3 separate regions of the Mus musculus genome follow, and all the other regions are linked to region 2. Evidence: chromatin contacts called from public HiChIP or PLAC-seq data. All regions are on one chromosome and are shown on one strand. The core of a region is the stretch at or near the end of the contact, and the rest is flanking DNA. Distances in the headings are between cores, read along the strand shown.

Region 1 (3,688 bases), core at 324-2,823, 270 kb after region 2:
ATACTCATGGTCTAGAGCAAGAAGTACAGCTTTATGTGCTGGCTTATTAAAGTGTGGTGGTGGGGTACTTCCTTAGCACTAAGGACCTAAGCTTGGAGTGGGATCAAAGAAAAGTAATAGAGTAGGGTGAGTCGACACAGTAAAGAAACTGATAAGACTCGTCATGGTCAACCATCACAATCTTAGAAAGCATCCAAGGGTATAAAGCAAGTGCTTAATCAATGAAAATATTCAGGTTTCAGTACAAGGTTTGGGTGGCTTTTTACCTTAGTTGTGTCTATCTCCTCCTCCCTAGATCAGAGTTAGCCTTAGAGCCAATAGGCAGCATTTCTTGCTACGGTTCCTAGTACCAGTGACCACAGAACAGAATTGATTCTCATAGACTTGTAGTTCATTGTGTTGCTTGCCTGCTGGTTGAGTGATGGACCAACCCAAAGGATTTGTTTCTTTCTTGCCTAATTAAGAAGAACACAGGGCTGAGAATGCTCTGCAGTAGGCATTTGTCAAAACCATTTTAAGACAAATCTATTTGTAGCCACCACCCGGGAAGAAGGATGACAGAGAAAATAATAAACAAACCAAAAAACTTGGCAGAAAAGGCTAAGCAATGAGGTAATTCATGGAAGAAAAAATAAAGAAACCCTAAATAAATGGAAAGGCATATATGTTCATCAAAAGACCCAATATTACTAAAGGGCCAATAGCTTTCAAACTGATCTATAGACCTCAAGCAATTTCTATCAAAAGTCCAGTTCATATTTTGCTGAGATGGAGAGTAGATTGTAAAATCTGTACTGGATCAGAATAAATCTCAAATAGCAAAAAAAAAAAAAAATTTTTTTAAAGAGAACAAAACGTGGAGGAATTACTTCCTAATGTTAAGACTTACTATTGTGACATAGTAGTGAAAAGAGTGACTTCCTGGAATTGGCATAGGTGCATAAAGCAATGAAAAAAATCCAAGAGGCCAGAAGTAATGTTATACACTTCTAGTCAACTAACTTTTGGCCAAGGCCATTCAACAAGGGAAATAGTGGTGTCATTGGATGACTGTAATGAATGGAGTAACCACTTTCAAAGAATGATCTTATGTTCTTAGCTCACATGACTTACTAAAATTAACTCAAAATGAGTCAAAGACTTAAAGGCACAAGAGACAAAATATTTGATTTTCAGAAGAATATATTGGAGTAAGTCTTCAAGACATTGGATCTAACTATGCACAGTTTTTTTCTCTTAAACGTCAATGACCAAAACGTAGACAAATTGGACTTGCTTATAAATAGAATCTTATAGATTGAAATATGCTGTCAATAGAGTGTAAAGACAAGCCACATGATTAAATAAATATTTTAAGTCACTTATCTATTAAGGGCTATTATCCTGAATAAGATATAATTCTTATCACTCCACAGTGAAAAGAACACTAACCCAATTAAAATTGAACTGAGGATTTAAATGATATTTTTCCAAAGAGATATTCAAGTGGCTAATAAGCACAGAGAAAGAGTCTTATCAGCATCAGTCACTGGGGAAATGCAAACCAGAACTACACTAAGAAAAACAACTTTATCTCCACTAAGGAGGTGGCAGTAGTGGCTTCCTCTCCAAAAACCCCCATTCCACTTCCCCTCTCCCTTGCTTCTAAGAGGGTGCTCCCCAAACCACCCATCCATTCCCACCTCCCCTCCCTGGCATTCTCCTACATTGGGGCATTGAGCCTTCTCAGGACCAAGGGCCTCCCCTCCCATTGATGCCCAACAAGGCCATTCTCTGCTATTATGCAGCTGAAGCCATGGGTCTCTCCATGTGTATTCTTTGGTTGGTTTAGTCCCTGGGAGCTCTGGGCAGGCTACCGGGAGAGGGAGTCTGTTTGGTTAATATTGTTGTTCTTTCTATGGGGTTGCAAACCCCTTCAGTTCCTTCAGTCCTCCCCCCTAACTCCTCCATTGGTGTCCCTGTGCTTATGGTTGGCTGCAAGCATCTGCATCTATATTGGTAAGGCTCTGGCAGAGCCTCTTAGGAGACATCCGTATCAGGTTCCTGTCAGCAAGCACTTCTTGGCATCAGCAATAGTGTCAGGGTTTGGTGTCTGCATATGGGATGGATCCCTAGGTGAGGCAGTCTCTAGATGGTCTTTCCTTCAGCCTCAGCTCCACTCTTTGTCCCTGTATTTCCTTTAGATAGGAGCAATTCTGGGTGAAAATTTCGAGACACATGTTGAAAAAAACAGCTATTTATATAGCATTTGCAATGTTAGATATGATAAGTAATCTACTGAGATGATTTAAAGTACACAGGAGAATGTATACAGGTTACATGCAAATATTATATATTTTATATGAGAGACTGAGCAGCTGCAGGATTTGACAGATTCCTAGACCTAATCTACGAAAACTATGAGACAACTCTGCTACTTACTATAGTTCTGAAAGTGGGAGACAAGTTAAACTTTTATTCTCTTCAGCCCCCATAAGTGATCAACCATAAGGTTAAAGCTATATCAGACTTCAAAGTAATGAGCCACATTCAGTATATGCAGAGGTAAACTGAAGTGAGTCCTGATCATGTCTCCGCAAAGTAAGCCCATGGACTACTTGGGAGTGTAGATTTAGGATTTGATTGATCAACTTTGGATTCTCTTACAGTACCACTACTTGAATATAATATCAAAAGTAAGACCAAAGAAGTCAGAAGGTGTTCACAGCGTTCTGGATACTTTAAAAGCACAAAATGGACAAAACAGAAACATTCCTCTGAGAAACTTCATTCAGAGATCTAAACACAAATGCCATACAAGCATTTTCTGTAAATATTCTACAGAAGGGGTCATGACTCACCCAGGCCACCTGTGCTGTGGAACACGTGCGATGTGTCTTGCAGCAACCCGATCCACAGCCTGGTGGAACTGACAGTTAAATGAAGTTGAGGCTAAAAAGGGGGAAATATGTGAACAATAAAAATTGCAAAATGATTATTGCTGTGAAAAACACAAAGTTAGATAAGAAATAGAGGTGGGCAGAGCAGGAGCAGATACATCATGCCATATGATTGGTGAGAGCTGTAGGCATTGACAGTGAATCCTACAGGTGACCAGAAGTCAGCTTTACAAAAGCTTAGCTATAGAGACCCTACAACAGAAGAAAAAAAAACCCTCAGGCCTGTCCTGTGGCTGGGTGTGTGGGAGATGCTATTCTCCATGAAGCAGAGCATCCAGGCACCAGCAAAACAGTAGGACTTTCATTTTCTGGGTGAGAAAGGGTCACTACACATGGCTCCAACTGCATATGTAGCAGAAGATGGCCTTGTCATGCATCAATAGGAGGAGAGGTCCTTGGTCCTAGGAAGGCTCCATAGATGCCCCAGTGCGGGGGAATCTAGGGAGGGCAAGTGGGAGTGGGTAGGTGGGTGGAGGAACACCCTCATAGAAGCAGGGGAAGGGAGGATGTGATAGGGGGCTTCCAGGAGGGAGGGAAACTGGGAATGTACATTTGAAATGTAAATAGAGAAAATATCCAATTAAAAGAAAAAGAAAAGAAAGGGTCACTAGCAGGATCTCCAGACTGAGATGTAGCCACCTCAGCTTTGTGAAACGTATGCTGGCTGCTTGGTGAAAATGAAAAGAAGAGAAGGTGGGGAAACAGCTAATGAGCAAACCAGCTAGAGATGATGGCAGACAAACAGATAC
Region 2 (3,408 bases), core at 483-2,982:
ATTCCTCATGCCAGAAACAGGCAATCATAAGACATCATTGGGGGCTGGAGCGATGGCTCAGTGGTTAAGAGCACTGACTGCTCTTCCAGAGGTCCTGAGTTTAATTCCCAGCAACCACGTGGTGGCTCACAACCATCTGTAATGGGATCTGATGCCCTCTTCTGGTGTGTCTGAAGACAACTACAGTGTAGTCATATATATATATATATATATATATATATATATAATTATAAATAAATTTTTTAAAGAAATAACTAGGATGCTGTGGTTACATTTTACTTAGAGTGTCTTCCCTATATTCTGCACCCAACCATCACTGTCTTCTTTTTTTCTTTCATGTGCTTTTGAACTCCCCTGATACAGAGGAAACCAGGGCCACAATTGGCTGAGATACCCCTGGTGGGTTTTGTTTTATGCTTCTCCTAGAATAACAGCTAGTTTCCTGTAAGTGTAGAGACTTTCAGCCTCGTGAGGGGATAGTTTTAATGATGAACTTCCTGTGCAACTGCCTGCTTCCTCTAAAACCTCCGCTCTGTGAACTGATGATACAAATCTTAGTCATCTCAGGGAGGGCATGGATTTCTCCCAAGCTGAATGTCCATGACTTCTTATAACACCTTTTTTATCAGATTAGTGATGTTCCTATGGGCTTCCTACATGCCATTTTCTTCCCAGGGAATTTTCATCTTCAAGACCTAAGAAAAGAATGTCTATTGTAACAGTTATTAAACATGTGATCCTTTGTGTCTGTCTTGGCATTTAGAGCATGACATATTTCAAAATGGCAGGAAAAAAACAGTGCCTTTGCCATCTCCATTTTCCTTTACTGTATTCTTTCAGTAAGCACTCATTAAAGACTTGCCATAGACAAAGACCTACTGGGTTATAACCAGGGTAGTTTGGAAACCAAGAGTCTTATCTGGCATGGAAGTCTATCTGACATTGGCAGACTTTATGACAAAGCATTTTAGAAAATGACATTTTCTGATCAGTAGCAGGTTTGGAAGATGTTTACATTAAGCTTCAAGCCTAGAGAGACGACAGCCCCAGTGCAGTTTGCAAAGTGCCAAAAGATTTGCAAATATTTTAGCCTATTGCATGTTTGCTTTATTCTAGGAAGGGGCTGCAAATGGAGCTTTCTTTTCATGGTCTCTGTCTAGCCTTATTTTGGTCTAGAGGAAGCTGATATGAAATGAATTGGAAACTTTAGCACTCCCTTTGTTCTTTGTTAACTCTATTATTAAAACAATATGGAAAGAACTCTAGACTTGGACTCACAACTGTGTGATTCTAGTCTCCAATCAACCATGTTCTCTCATTTGTAAAACAGAAACAAGATCAGTTGCATAGGGTGGTAGTGAGGATTAAAAGAGATGATCCACATTAGACCTTGAGCAGAGACAGGGATTTTTCAAATGCTAAGTGACCACTCGTGGAGAGGATGATGGGGAGGGTAGTGGTCTTAAAAAATACTGTGATACTTAGCATGTCTTAGTTTCTGTTCCATCTACATTGAAGGATTACTGGAAATCTCATGAAGACAGGAGAAAAAATATGCAAAAGAATTAGCAAACTACCTAATTTGTGATATTAATGATAGTAGTGCCCAGTAGGGGTAAACACAGGTGTAGGTCAATTTTATCCCCCCAAAGCAGCACTCAGGTCTGAGTATACCCTGCTCCCCTTTGCTGTCTGTTTTCTTGCAATGAAGTCCGGTGTTGTGACGCAGAACAGAGTTTAAGTTAGCTAGCAAAACAATCATCAAGTCGTTTATTTTCCTAACCTTGCAGTATCACTTTCAAAACCTGAGAATTTCATTCCACATTTCACAGACCCTTTTACCTACCGAGACCAGAGTGCCAAGAAAGTTGTTGATTCAACTTTCTGTTTGTGAAAAGAAAACATCCAGAGTGGGCACAAGCAAGCACTCCTGAAGTGAGCTAGATAAGCCTGCTGCAAACTTGCAAGTCACTGCTTCTGGGTTTGCTTTGTTTTAAAAACACAAAGGACTCTCAGCTGATTTATTCTTATCACAGGCAACAGGGGGCTTCCAGGCTGCTGTGTTGGATCCCTAACAAATGCATTCCATTCTGCTAGCCCTCTGTTCAGAGGTGCTGTTTTGCAAGGGATCTTCAGGCTTAGAAGGATTCAAACCTCAGCTAACCTTTCCTGATTAATTCCACTGAAGAAAGATGCAGAAATGTTGATAGGCAATGAATTTCTGTGGATGATCCCAGAGCCTCTCTCTTCTGTCACGCCAGATTTGACTTAATTGAATTCCTCTTTCTTTCCCTTTTCATTAGCAGCACTTACACAAAATGAGTCCATGGAAAAAGTCAGGGGGTAAAAGGTAAGAGCTGCATGTTTTAAGTCTTTGGATTACTTAGGATTGATCACCAGTCTCCTAAGGCTTTGCAGCCTCCACTGTTCAATCTTAGATGCCATCTAAATGCTTGTCAGCTGATCAGCCACAAGGTACCCGCTCTGCAAAGTGCCTGGAAGACACTAAGTTAGTCTTAGTCCCTTGCCAAGGAGGGAGCAGATAATTCAGTCAGTGGTGTTCGGTCTGAGTAAGCGTCCTGCTCACTGAGATTTTCTGTAGCTCCCTTGTTGGGTCTGAGCAGAAAACACTTGCCAGCAATCAGTATAATCAGTGCTGGCAAAACACAGATGTTAATGCCTTTTAATCAGCTAGGCTTTTCGAGAACTTGGGCTGAAGCCTGGAATAATCCTGCTTAGCCCTACAATGAATGGATGGTGTACAAGCTTTAAGAATGTTCGTTTTAATTAATGATGGTGATAGAAGTGGCAGTCTCGTTCACAGCGATAGAAGAAACCACAAAGTCATGTGTTGTGTGGGCATGTGGGAGTGTGTCTTGACCTCCCCACATGGTTCACATTCTCAACTGGCTTATTCTATTTCCTTCTAGCTTCTGTATTATTTAGCAATAAGCCTGGGGCAAGACAATGCTACCAAATGTAAGTGGAGCAAATAAATCATACCACTGTGAAAAATGAGCTATTAGTATTTCCTTAGTACACGAGGGAAGTCCACACTTCCTAGACAACCTTTTGTGAACCAAATTGACCAATTCCCTTCTATAACCTATAACGCTGATCACTTTGGCTGTGTGTCAAGAATCATTCCTTCCCTTCCCTTTCACTGCTTCCTGTTAGGAACTATGGGTAAGGTGCTCTGAAATAGAAGGTGAAGGTACTACTACTGCTAACATATCTAGGTCAGAAGTAGTTAAACCTTGAAATCTAGACATCTAGTAAAAAAATGAAAGTTACCACTTAACCTCTTGACTCCTAAAAAAAAAGTTTGTCTGGTGATTAAAGTGAATGATAAAAGGAATTTAATTTAATGTGAAACATTAAATAAATGTGGCATTTTAATATCCATGC
Region 3 (3,775 bases), core at 625-3,124, 300 kb after region 2:
ACTAAAACATATTGCACAAAATTCCTAAAGAATTTTGGAAAGGAGACACACACATACAGAGAAAGAGACAGAGACAGGGACAGAGACGACAGACAGAAAGAGAGAGACAGAGAGAAAAGAAAGAGATAGAAACACTCACTGTGCCAGGGCCCACGTGTACAGAGAAAAAGTCACACACACACAAACACACAGAGAGAGACAGAGACAGAGGCAGAGAGAAAAAGACGCTCAAAAGAGGAAGAGAATGGTTAAAAATAGATTCAAATTGATAGAAATACAACATAATCCTAAATGATCTGCATTATGTAGTGCACAGTACTAGAATCACAGTGGCCGGCTCCATCGTGCACTGCAAGGAAATACCATAAGATGTCAGAAGTGTGTGAAATCTCTTCCTGGGAGGCAATTCCCTCCTCTGACTGGCAGCAGGGTTCCAGTCTTTTATGTCTTGTGAAATTTTAATTTTCCTGGATCCTTCATTTCAATAGTCTGGTAGCAAAAGAAAGGGGTACCACTTTTTCTTTAAAATGCCTGCTCTCCTGCCAGGCTAGTAAAACTGCCATCTATAAAGAACAGGGATTTTAAAAAATTTTAATATACCAACATAAAAGCAGTCCAGTAGGAAATGTACAATTTTATTATGTCATTCATTCATTCATTTATTCATTCATTTTGGGGTACCTGTGCCAGGGCCCACATGTGAAGACCAGATGGCATCTTATAGGAATCTATTCTCTCCTTCTGTTGTGTCTATCCACAAGGATTGAACTCAGTTTTACAAGGCTTGGAAACAAGTCCCTTTACCTGCTGAGCCATCTCCCAGGTCCAATTATACATATTTCCTTTTCAAAATATTATAGTGATTCCTATTATATTAAAAGCTTTATTTTACACAGAATATTGCAATCGTTCACCATTTCATTTTCTATTTAAATCATTGAGGCAAAATTATTTCACCAGGAATTCATAAATAAAAGTGTATAGTAAGCTAGAGCAGCACAAAAATGATTTCTGTCCTGACTCTGCCATCAGCACGTATTGACTTATAAACCCAATGCAGTGCTAGGTGAATGTACTTCAGGGCTGGGTTTCCTACCATCCCTTCTTTGCTGCCCTGAATTAGCACCAGTCATCTCTAGAGTCAAGCATGTCTTCCTGAAATCTAACTAAACCTGCTATCCTTAGTACCAGCTTACTTGCTAACCTCATTTAAATTAGTTTTTCTGCTTGAGGCAGAACAGGTTTGAGGTCAACAGAACCTCTGCCTGGTCACTCTAAATCAAATTCTGCTGGTAATTAACAATCAGTTAGGGAATTAGCTCACATTTTCTCTAGGAGTCATTTTAATAATTATTATTATTATAACAACAACAACAACAATAAAACAACAGCAATCCATCTGGTGACCTTTACTTAGCTAACCTAGTCCTCACCCCACTAATCATTCTCACTGTTAATTCTCTGTATTTTTCCCCCGGCAAAATCATCAGAAATATTTTGTTTTGACTCGGCTACAGGCACAGATTCTCATGACAGAATTCTGATCAACCTCCTGAGTCTTGGTAAAGGCCAGAGTCTTACAGTTGCAAATACCTTCCTGCTGTGTATTTCACTGTTTTTAAACTGCTCCCTTAGTGACTTAAAGGGCTAGAGGCTGGGAGAGGAACAAGAGGCATTGCTCCCCCAAACGAGTTCAGATAATGAGGACTGGATTTTGTGGAATTCAGTCCCTTAACATAATGTTGGTTTGGGCGCTGGTGTAAAGATTGTATCTAGAATACAGACATCTGCGCCTAATGAGATAGCAGCACACATGTGGACCTTGCATAAACAATGTTTTTCAACCTAGCTATTGCTGGCTGAGTCAATAAAGAGCTGTCAGCAATAAGGAAAATCATCCCTGACACCTACTGGCCAGCAGTGTCCCCCAAATAGGGCAGATGAAACCACTTTAGAGAACAGTTACATTCATGGGTTATCTTACAGATGAGCTAGAAGAAAAACACAATTTGTAGCTGGAATTTCTCTTCCAAAGCAATGCAATGCACACACATGCTCACATGCGCAAGCGCACACGTGCATACACACACACACACACACACACACACACACACACACACACAGACACATACACACACATACACACACATACACACACACACACACACACACACACACACACACACACACACACACATACACAGAGAGCCTGGGAAGGAACATATAGAGAGGGAGAAGGGAGAAGGAAGGAGGAATTGAGGGAAGGAAAGAGAGAGAATGTGTGTGTGTGTGTGTGTGTGTGTGTGTGTGTGTGTGTGTGTTTTGCATAGAGAATTAGCCTGCTTCTTGTGCTTCACTCATATATAGTAGGATACTGCTGCTCAGCCCTAAATGAGACATCTGAATCATACTCCATCCTCCTGAGACTCAGGCTAACTGTGAAAGAGGATACAGAAAGACTGTACGAGTCAGAGGTGGTGGGTGACTATAATTGTATTTTCCAGACACAAGACAGTTCCACATATGAATTCACAGAGGTAAAACATTTACACATGACTTCCACATGCTCAAGTCTGATAAAACAAGAACATGAAGAGAGGAAGGGGATGTGAAATCCCACCCCTATCTTAGGAGCTATTGACAATTAATGGCTACTCAGAGCAGGAGAGTCAGTTTTTGATAGGGGTGTGACCCCTGGTATGTGGACCACACTCTAGTAGATAGCGACTTACCCAAGCGTAGATAGGCAGTACTAATTGGACTTGAAAGTTAAAAAGGAAGAGCTGGTGAAATGGCTCAGCAGTTAAGAGCACTGACTGCTCTTCTGAAGGTCCTGAGTTCAAATTCTAGCAACCACATGATGGCTCACAGTCATCCGTAATGAGATCTGCCACTCTCTTCTAGTGTGTCTGAAAACAGCTATAATGTACTTACATATAATAATAAATAAGTCTTTTTAAAAAAAAAGTTGCTGGGCAGTGGTGGCACATACCTTTAATCCTAGCACTTGGAAGGCAAAGGCAGGCAGATTTCTGAGTTCAAGGCCAGCCTGGTCTACAGAGTGAGTTCCAGGACAGCCAGGGCTACACAGAGAAACCCTGTCTCGAAAAAAAAAAAAAAAAGTTAAAAAAGGAAAAAAAAAAGGAATGGGAGATTGGATAAGGAGAGAGTTTCAGAGAGGAGAATTAATATCATCAAAATTTATTAATTGAAATATCAAAGAAACAATAGAATAATTTATTTTAAAAAAAAAAGATTATAAAGCCAATGGAAAAACTCCACGATTCCAGGTATTCACTATTACTGAAACCAGGTCTAAGTGTACAATAGATCCTGACCTTAGCAGATGTTTTCTTCTTTGTTAACTCTGATTGTTTGGGTAGAGCCCAGGGAAAAGACTTCGAGAGTACAAGGATGGGAGGAAAGAGCACACATAGGTTTGTTGCTGCCTAGAGGACAACCTAGGAGCTCAGTCAGGAGAGACAGAGGAATGTGGCTGGACTGGCCCAGCTCATGCCTTCACCCAGTCCAAGTGCAATTTTATACAAAGTGCCTCAACTTATCTCTTTTTAGTTTTTAAGGCTGAGAACAACTTTGTATTATCCAAGCTTGAGAATAAAATATTTTGCTCATTCTTTGTACTTAATAGTGAACTTGAGACAATAAATTAAAACTAGGCTTTGTTAATTGTTGTTTTAGGAATATGGAGACCTTTAGTTGAGTAAGATACATGAACCTGCCATCAGGTTCAAATTTAAATCAAGCATGAATGGAA

The links. HiChIP or PLAC-seq counts read pairs in DNA pulled down with a chosen protein or histone mark.
Region 1: an H3K27ac HiChIP or PLAC-seq map of the HPC-7 cell line shows a contact between it and region 2, with 6 times the contacts expected there. The contact joins two enhancer-like sites. A contact is called at or near these places in 1 of 115 datasets of contacts at active chromatin or transcription factors (the HPC-7 cell line) and 1 of 9 other capture datasets (embryonic stem cells).
Region 3: an H3K27ac HiChIP or PLAC-seq map of the HPC-7 cell line shows a contact between it and region 2, with 7 times the contacts expected there. The contact joins two enhancer-like sites. A contact is called at or near these places in 3 of 484 Hi-C or Micro-C datasets (adipose-derived mesenchymal stem cells, uterus and ventricular fibroblasts), 2 of 115 datasets of contacts at active chromatin or transcription factors (the HPC-7 cell line and embryonic stem cells) and 1 of 9 other capture datasets (embryonic stem cells).

Annotation. Positions count from the first base shown.
Region 1 is chr16:58,130,263-58,133,950 of GRCm38.p6, forward strand. No RefSeq gene overlaps it. Among named protein-coding and RNA genes, the nearest start is that of Gm41463, 17 kb to the right of the region's middle. Within about 2 kb of position 1,574, at least 1 of the 459 cell types and tissues checked has an H3K27ac peak or open chromatin away from gene starts, as enhancers often do. A contact at or near this core is called in the HPC-7 cell line, where this site is marked.
Region 2 is chr16:57,856,334-57,859,741 of GRCm38.p6, forward strand. No RefSeq gene overlaps it. Among named protein-coding and RNA genes, the nearest start is that of Gm24039, 26 kb to the right of the region's middle. Within about 2 kb of position 1,733, at least 67 of the 459 cell types and tissues checked have an H3K27ac peak or open chromatin away from gene starts, as enhancers often do. A contact at or near this core is called in the HPC-7 cell line, where this site is marked.
Region 3 is chr16:58,153,872-58,157,646 of GRCm38.p6, forward strand. No RefSeq gene overlaps it. Among named protein-coding and RNA genes, the nearest start is that of Gm41463, 7.1 kb to the left of the region's middle. Within about 2 kb of position 1,875, at least 2 of the 459 cell types and tissues checked have an H3K27ac peak or open chromatin away from gene starts, as enhancers often do. A contact at or near this core is called in the HPC-7 cell line, where this site is marked.